Regions from separate parts of the Mus musculus genome. Here region 2 is linked to region 1. A link is a contact called in public Hi-C data. All regions are on one chromosome and are shown on one strand. The core of a region is the stretch at or near the end of the contact, and the rest is flanking DNA. Distances in the headings are between cores, read along the strand shown. Region 1 holds the start of 9230104M06Rik (a long non-coding RNA gene). Region 2 holds the start of Sp4 (trans-acting transcription factor 4).

Region 1 (3,680 bases), core at 570-3,069:
TAAGAGGCTGAGTCAGGAGGACTGCAAGCTCAATGCTTGCCTGGGTTACTGATTAAGTTCAAAGCCAGCCTGGACAACTTGTCAAAACCCTAACTCAAAGTAAACCATAAAAAGCTAGGAACATAGAGAGCTCAGTGGCACTGCACTTGCTTAGTATGAGCAAGACCTGGGCTCCAGCTCCATACACACAATACATATAAATATGCAAATACAGTTACATACAGTCCAAGGGAAAGAGATTACAAATACACTAGTCCATAGAGGAAGGCAAAAGCTGGATGGCTCACAATTCTGATCGCAAAACATTAAATGTAAACAAAAGGTCAGGCTGAATGCACTACAGAACCCGGAGCAGACTCACACAGGGGGGCAGACAATGACCTCTGCGGAAGGAACAATGGTAACTCCATGTAAAAAAAAAAAAAGGAATCCTTTCAGCAAACTATGTGTGGAAAATGGTACCTCCGCAGACAAGAAAGGAGCCTCAGCCCGCACATCCCACTTTCCACAAGGCTTAACTCAAAAAATGTGGACTAGGCTTCCACTGACATAGGGATTTGGGAACTGTTTAGTGTGCCAGAGTCCCTGGGCTAGATCCCCAGTCTACAGAAAATAAAAACAAAACTGCGTAAAAGTGTAAACAATAACTTTTAGAAGACAAACGCGGTGACTCAAAGACATCTTAGATTCGTGACAAAGGAAACTCTCAAGAAAGAAAAGGCGACAAATTGGAATGCTTCAAAATGTAAAACCTTTGGTCAAAATAGTAACATTTGCCTCAAGAATCAGATATACAAAGAAAGACTTGGAAGTATAACTCACCTAGAGACTCGACATTCAACGGTTAGGAAACAAACCCTTATTTTAAAAAGATAAGGACTCAGGCGACTGGGCAGAGAATTGAGGCTGGGCACATCTTCTTCATAGCCCTTAGGGCAATGACACCTGTTAGAGTGGCCAACCGGATAAACGGAACCTGCGAGCCTGAAAGCCGTGCCTGTCAGATTTCGGGACCCAGCCCGACGACCTCCGTTGGACCGGACCGCGACGCTTGGACCGGGCAGATCGCGGAGTTTACATCGGCGTACGGGACTCGGAGGGGACCTGGCTGCAGATTCCCGGCCCGGCCCTGCCTCAGTTTCCCTGTCCGACTGCCCACGGTCTGTCACAGGACGACCTACTTCAGTTTCCCCGCCAGCCTCGACTCCTCCCTCGGACCTCGCACACGCAGCCCTGCCCGGCCCCCTCGCCCGAGCTGCAGAACTCACCGTCCAGCGACACGAACTGGCCGACCGCCGACGAGCCGCCGCCGCTGTTCTCCACGAACTGCACCTCGGACACGATGATGTTGTCCTCGAGCACCGAGCCGCAGCCCGTGCACACCGCATCGCCGCGCGCCGCATCCAACTCGATGTCCGTGCCGCCGCAGCCGCGGCAGACGCGGCCCGTCATGGTGGAGCCGCGGGGCCCCACCGGCCCCCCAGCCGCTCAGCAGTCCGCTCTCCGCCCGCGGCCCTCAGCCCGCAAGGCCCGTCGCGCCGCCTCCGTCTGCGCCGCACTCTCGCGAGGCCGCCGGCGCCACGCCTGCCGATTCGTCGCGGCAGATTCGCCCAGCGCGTGCGGGCCGCGCTGCCTGCAACGGCCGCGCCCGCGGGACCGATAAAGGAACTCAAGAATCGTTGGGACGCTGGGACCGAACCGCCGACCTTCCGGGCGGCCGGAAGCAAAGCTCCAAACCTGGAACCCGGAGGCCTCGCGGGCCAAAAGCCAACAACGGGGCGGGACTGGAGGGCGGGCGAGAAGGGCGGGGCGGGGCGGGGCGGGGCGAGGAGCGCAGCCCGGGACCCGACTCGGGCCGTGGGAGGAGCCTAGGAGGAAATGCGGGCTGAGGGAGGAGCCTGGGACAGGGGCGAGGCTTAAAGTGACGGGGCCCGGAGTAGGCCGGTGGGTGGAGCTGGGACGAGTATGGGAGGAGCCTGTAGATGGCGCCGAGGCCACGAAGCTTTCGGTATGCGGAGCCGAAGGAGAGCCGATTGTCTGAGAGAGGAAATCTGGAAACAAAGTAGTGGGATGGGTTTGTGGGCGGTAACTTGTGTGCGGCCAAGGCCCGGCCCGTGGAGCCTGCACTGATTGGCACAATAGGCTTTGGGAGCGTCCTGGGCTGGATGTAGTGGGAGTAACTTGGGGAGTCAGCAAGCCCTAGAGGGCAGGATCAAGGACTGCCGGCGGGGCAGCGTTTAAGAGGGACCTGGAATGTTCTCCCAGACTCTGCTGCAGACACCTCATCCCCCATCCCTCAGTCCCAGGGTGAACAGTCTCTGGGACCACAGTTGGTCACCTCAACGCTGAGTTCTCAGCAGGACTTCCTATTTCCTGGCAGTAACGGGTCTGGGTAGTAGGGTAGTGAGCTCTGGGTAAAGTAGAGCATACACAGAACCCTCTGCATCCGCAGGCGCTGCTCACAATCTCAGCCATACCTGTCAGTCCTTGGGAAGTTTAGCAAATCTTGTGCACTACTACAGGTAAGAAACTCCAAAATTAGACTGCAGGATGCCACAGGAGCTCAAACTAAGAGGGAAGCATTGTAAATATGCAGACTTCTGATCAGCTTGCAAAACCAGCGTTATCAACACAATTTAGAAGAAGAACAAGAACAACAACTTGGAAAAAGCCGATTGTGTTGGTGCACACCTTTAGTCCCAGCACTCCAGAGGTAGGGGCAGGTGAATCTCTGTGAATTAGAGGCCAGCCAGGACTCTGTTTTATACATAGAGTAACCCTGTCACAAACAAACAAACAGAACTTGGGAGGGATCTCCTCAAAACATAGCAAAGGAAGGGTTGGTGAGATTGCTCGTCAAGTAAATGCCAAGCAAATCTGTCTGCCTTGCTTGAGTTCAATCCCAAGAACTCTGGTAAAGGCGGACTGAGAGAATTTACTCCACAAAATTCTCTTTTGACCTCCACACATGTACCCTCTCACCATCATGTGCACAATACATATTAAAGTCAAATGGCAAATGAAGGAATTGAAGGATTTGGAGTGCTGCACAGTTCCTGTGCTCTCGAGTCACCCCAAGGGATCCCAAATCAACATGTCATTGAATGCCTCAAAAGGTCCAGGACAGCCAATGGTATGTCCGGAAAAAAAACAAAAACAAAGCAATACTCCAGAAACCCAGAGTGAAGCACTCACAGGAGCTCCTGGTTCCCTATACAGTTGGTGTCTTTAGGAGATAACCATGGTCAGAGTCCCAAGGTGGAGGACCAGGGTCCTTCAGACCTCCTCACAGATGCCCCTGAGCCTTGTCCCTTCTCAGTGACCCCAATGTACATTGCAGTAAGACAAGTGCTAAGAAGGGAAGAGCAGCAAGTTCTTCAGCCCCTACAGAGGAACCAGGTGGAGCCCTATCTTCTTTGGAGGGCCTGGGGATGCTTCCCTGCCATTCTATCTTGAAAAAGGCTCACCCAATCTGAGTCTTAAAGAGCAAGAATATCTTGCTCTGCAGGGGATAAACATGAAAAGGTGAGCTTATCACTCATGAATGCCATTGTGTAGAGAGAAAACATAGCTCAGAGCTGGGGGTACCCCCAAATGCTTCATCATGGAGAAGTATTAGGCGTACCACAAAGAGAAGAGAGTGCCTGTGTTAAACCCCTTTGCTCTGCACAGATTCTGCT
Region 2 (3,680 bases), core at 316-2,815, 5.3 Mb after region 1:
GGTGGAAGGATTACCTGATTTAGTTTTTGTAGGAGAGGAACTCCCGTTATTACTGCTGGAAGAACTAGATGAACTAGAAGCTGGCTGAGAAACGTTATTTTCTTTTGAAGCAGGAGGAGTGGAGGCAACAAGTTGCCAAGCGTTTCCAGCAAGCTGCGTCGTCACCAGTTCTAGCTGCTGTGGCTGATTCTGAAGTTGCACCAATCCTTGGCTTGGATCTATAATAATCTGCTGTTGTCCAGTTGCTTGATTTTCACCAGGAGTCCCTATTTTGCTGCAAGTAGCTGCCAGTAAAGCCAGAGGAGAGGGCTGAGAGTCCTACCCAAAATGGGAGGGGAAAGGAGAGGGAGGGGAAAAAAGTGGGCGGATTTAGTGGAAGACAGCAGTCGGGAGGGGGTTATTTATTTTGAGAGCTCTAAGTATCAGAACACACTCAATAGGCAGCAGAATTAAAAAGGAAATATGAACAAAAGCAGGTGATAGAAGCTATATGAATAAAAAGGCAAGTCCTATTACATAAAGTTTAAATAAAAAGGAATTTTCTGGTAAACTTTCTTAAAGTGTTATTCTTCTAAACTCAAAATGCCCTTGGGAAAATAGACACCTTCTTCTAACAGTCTGAATTCCTGGTGTAATATAAACATCGTTATAGCCTCAACGATGGGAAATCTTCAAGAATTTACGATTTAAGTTCCTCACTCAGAAAGATGCTTTGAATGGATAAACATTTTTATTCTGTTCTTTACTTCTGGGTACTTAAAGAGCATAACTCCCTCTCTTCCCTAAAGCTTTGTGTTGAATTTTCTTTTAACGTTTGCTTTTACCTGGGAGCCTGAGGTTTTGGGTTTTTTATTGTTATTCTCTGGCTCAGAGGTTTTCCCTCCTTCTGTAGCCATCGCCGCTGCCGCCTCCTCCTCCTCCTCCTTCTTCTGATCTGCAACAACCCCCCACCACCACCAACACACACGACAACAGGTTATTAGGATTATTATTATTCGTTCTCCTCCCTTCTTCCCCCTCCCTCCTCTTGAACATTAATCTCCGTAAACCCGCGATCCGTGCACACCGGCAGGGGGTGGGGGAGAAGGAGGGTAGGGAGGAGGGGGCTCTCACGAAACGTGGTTTGAAACCCGACCCATAGGCTCCAGAGCAACACCCAGAAGGAGGTTGTTCTAGCTCAGACATTAAGACAAAACACAGCCCTCCTTCCCTCCCCCTGGTTCCCTCCCGCCCTCTCCTCCTCCCCTTCCAGCATCTCGGCGGCCCCGGGGGAGGGGGAAGCGAGCAGGGTCTGGGGAGGGAGGGACGAAGGGAGGCGGTGAAGGAGACCGAGGGGGGTGGAGAATACGTACCGCTCATCCCGCATTAACAGGACAAACCCTCTCAGAGACACTGGGATAGAGGTGGGTGGGGGTGGGGGCGAGGCGGGAGGAGAGGCCGGTCCCGCCCGCCCGCGGTGGCTCGGAGGAGGCTGTAGCTGGCACAGGCTCTGCCTCTTTTTCCGCGAATGGCCGCCGCTGGGCTGTGGCGTAGCAGCTCCTCTCTCCGCCCGAGCCCGGCTGACTCGCCCTTGATTGACAGCGGCGGCGCGCGGCGAGGGCGGCGGCGCGGGCCGGGGGGCGGAGCCAGGGCGGCGCGAGCGCGGCGACTCCCCACCCCCCTCGGCCTGCCTCCGCCGGCGCCGCCGACTCTCCACCCCTTCCCCCAGCGGATTGGCCGCCGACCTGCCGGGGCCGGGGCGCTGGGGCCGCCCTTTCTCCTCCCCTTTGCCCGGCTGGTGCTCGCTGCTGTTCGGCTTCTGCCTTCCCGGCCCGCGGAGCGTGCCCTCTCGGTGAGCTAGCTGCGGTTTGCTGCCGGCAGGCCCTCCATACAGCCAAACTTGTTGTCTCAGGATATCCCGCCCCCTACTCAGTTCCCGGCGCCCTCCACTCAAAAGCGCGCCGCAGCATCCTGCGAGGGGCCGCGGAAGGAAGACATGGAGCTAGGCTTAAGGGAGAGGAGCGGGGCGAGCGCGGGGAAGCGTGAGCTCCCTGCGATCCCGTGGTCTGAGTGGACTGCCAGCTGCCCCCTCGGCGTGAGCATGGCTTTTCCTAAGGCGCATCCGGACCCGGGCGCCCTTTTTCCCTGGCTCGGCTCTCATTGGATGAGGCCGCTGACGCACAGTGAGTCGTGGGAGGAGGCGGGCGGGCCTCTCCCGCAAAGGCTTTCGGGCCTCGTAGTTTTTGACGGCTATTCCGATTGAGGCACCGCCTTCCTCCCGCCCCCGAACGCGGCCTGGCTGCGGAGCCTAGAGCTGCCCGAGGGGGCGGTGGCAGCAGGGCGTGGCCGGGGCCGAGTGGGAGTTGAACCCCGCGCGGGGGGGAGGGAGAAATGGGTGTTGTTTGCCTGGGCCTATCGGCCGAGTGGGGCTGCCCGAACCGCCTCTGCCACCGCCCCCTCAGCTGAAAGCCGCTCCCCGCGGGGCGAGCTCACACCCGGAGCGCGCGGCGATTGAGCGGACCGAGGTGTTGGGAGGCGGGGTCTGGTGTCCTCGGGGTTTGAATGAAGCTGACTTGGGGTACATCCCCTTCGCCCTGCTTTCTTTGCTCACCTAGCTTGCCGGGGCCTCCGGTCTCAGCGCGAGGCCTGTGTTCCCACCGAGCAGGAGCTTCCATTTTATTTGTCGTATCTCTGGCTGGCTGCTGGTGCAGATTAGTGACTTGTCTTCTAGGGTGGCCACGAGTGCGCCTTAGAGTCTGCGTTCTTGGCGCGCTTCTCGCTCCTAGAGGTCTCACAAGGTTGTCCGGGCAAAGGAAAGCCTGGCTGCATGTGGGTCAGCTCTGGTCATGGTTTTAGCGTAAGCTTCTAGGCAAGTGGAATTCACAGCTAGCTGCGCAAAGCACTTTGTCAAATGCTCCTGAACCGGCCCCTAGCTTCTCTCCAAAGACATGAAATCAAGATACCAGGGACCGACCATATGAGCGACTGATGAAGTGTACCAAAGCTGGAAATAAGTCCCTAAAAAGAACCTTGGGACAGGACACCATTACACACTAGGCTTAAAGCGTTCCACATTTATTGACGTGGACCCCACATTCAGCTTTGGGTGTTTTTGTCTGGTGCCTGAGGTCTGACATATTGTAAGAGTGAGTGAGGAGTCTGGTTCTGTACTTTACTAGTGTTTCCTTGCTCAAGTATTTAGGGTGATGACAAAGCTGTAGCAGTAAAGTAAAGAAGCTGGAGTAAATTACAATGTTGCCTACTCCATTTTATGAGCTGAAGATACTATAGTAATCTCCTCCCATACACATCCCAATTCACTAGATCTTAGAAAGCTCAGAAGTGCTTGCTATATTATAGATACACAGTCTCACCTCAAGCACCGCCCCGATCCAGTTCGCCATAGTGACTGAAGACCAGGCATGAATTGGAGAGTTCCTTGTGGTTCTCTTTAGACAACTTGCCTTAGAGAAGTAATCGCAGCGTATTTAGATTTACAAAATGTCCTAAAGGTTCTGCTCCCTGTTGGTAAGTACTGGTATCCAGGAAACAGGGACAACCCTAACTTTTCTGAGGACCAAGAGCTGCAAGTTTCTAGCTGAATGTTTGCATCCCCAAGACCTAAACTCTGATACTGGGACTCTGTCCCTTGATTTTTGGAGTCAAGAGTCTTTGGTGCATTGTGGTTAGATGAGGTCACT

The links. A called contact is a pair of places that touch in the nucleus more often than the background predicts.
Region 2: a contact with region 1 is called in a Hi-C map of muscle stem cells, with 6 times the contacts expected there. The contact joins the promoter of Sp4 here to the promoter of 9230104M06Rik in region 1. A contact is called at or near these places in 1 of 39 promoter capture datasets (maxillary cranial neural crest) and 1 of 484 Hi-C or Micro-C datasets (muscle stem cells).

What each region holds. Positions count from the first base shown.
Region 1 is chr12:112,998,905-113,002,584 of GRCm38.p6, forward strand. It overlaps 9230104M06Rik (a long non-coding RNA gene), which reads left to right and starts at 1,820. Exons shown (of 3, transcript XR_001780729.2): 1 at 1,820-2,008; 2 at 2,453-2,522. It overlaps Brf1 (BRF1, RNA polymerase III transcription initiation factor 90 kDa subunit), which reads right to left and starts at 1,717. Exons shown (of 18, transcript NM_028193.3): 1 at 1,269-1,717. The coding sequence starts at 1,452.
Region 2 is chr12:118,299,875-118,303,554 of GRCm38.p6, forward strand. It overlaps Sp4 (trans-acting transcription factor 4), which reads right to left and starts at 1,566. Exons shown (of 6, transcript NM_009239.4): 1 at 1,353-1,566; 2 at 825-934; 3 at 1-318. The coding sequence starts at 1,359.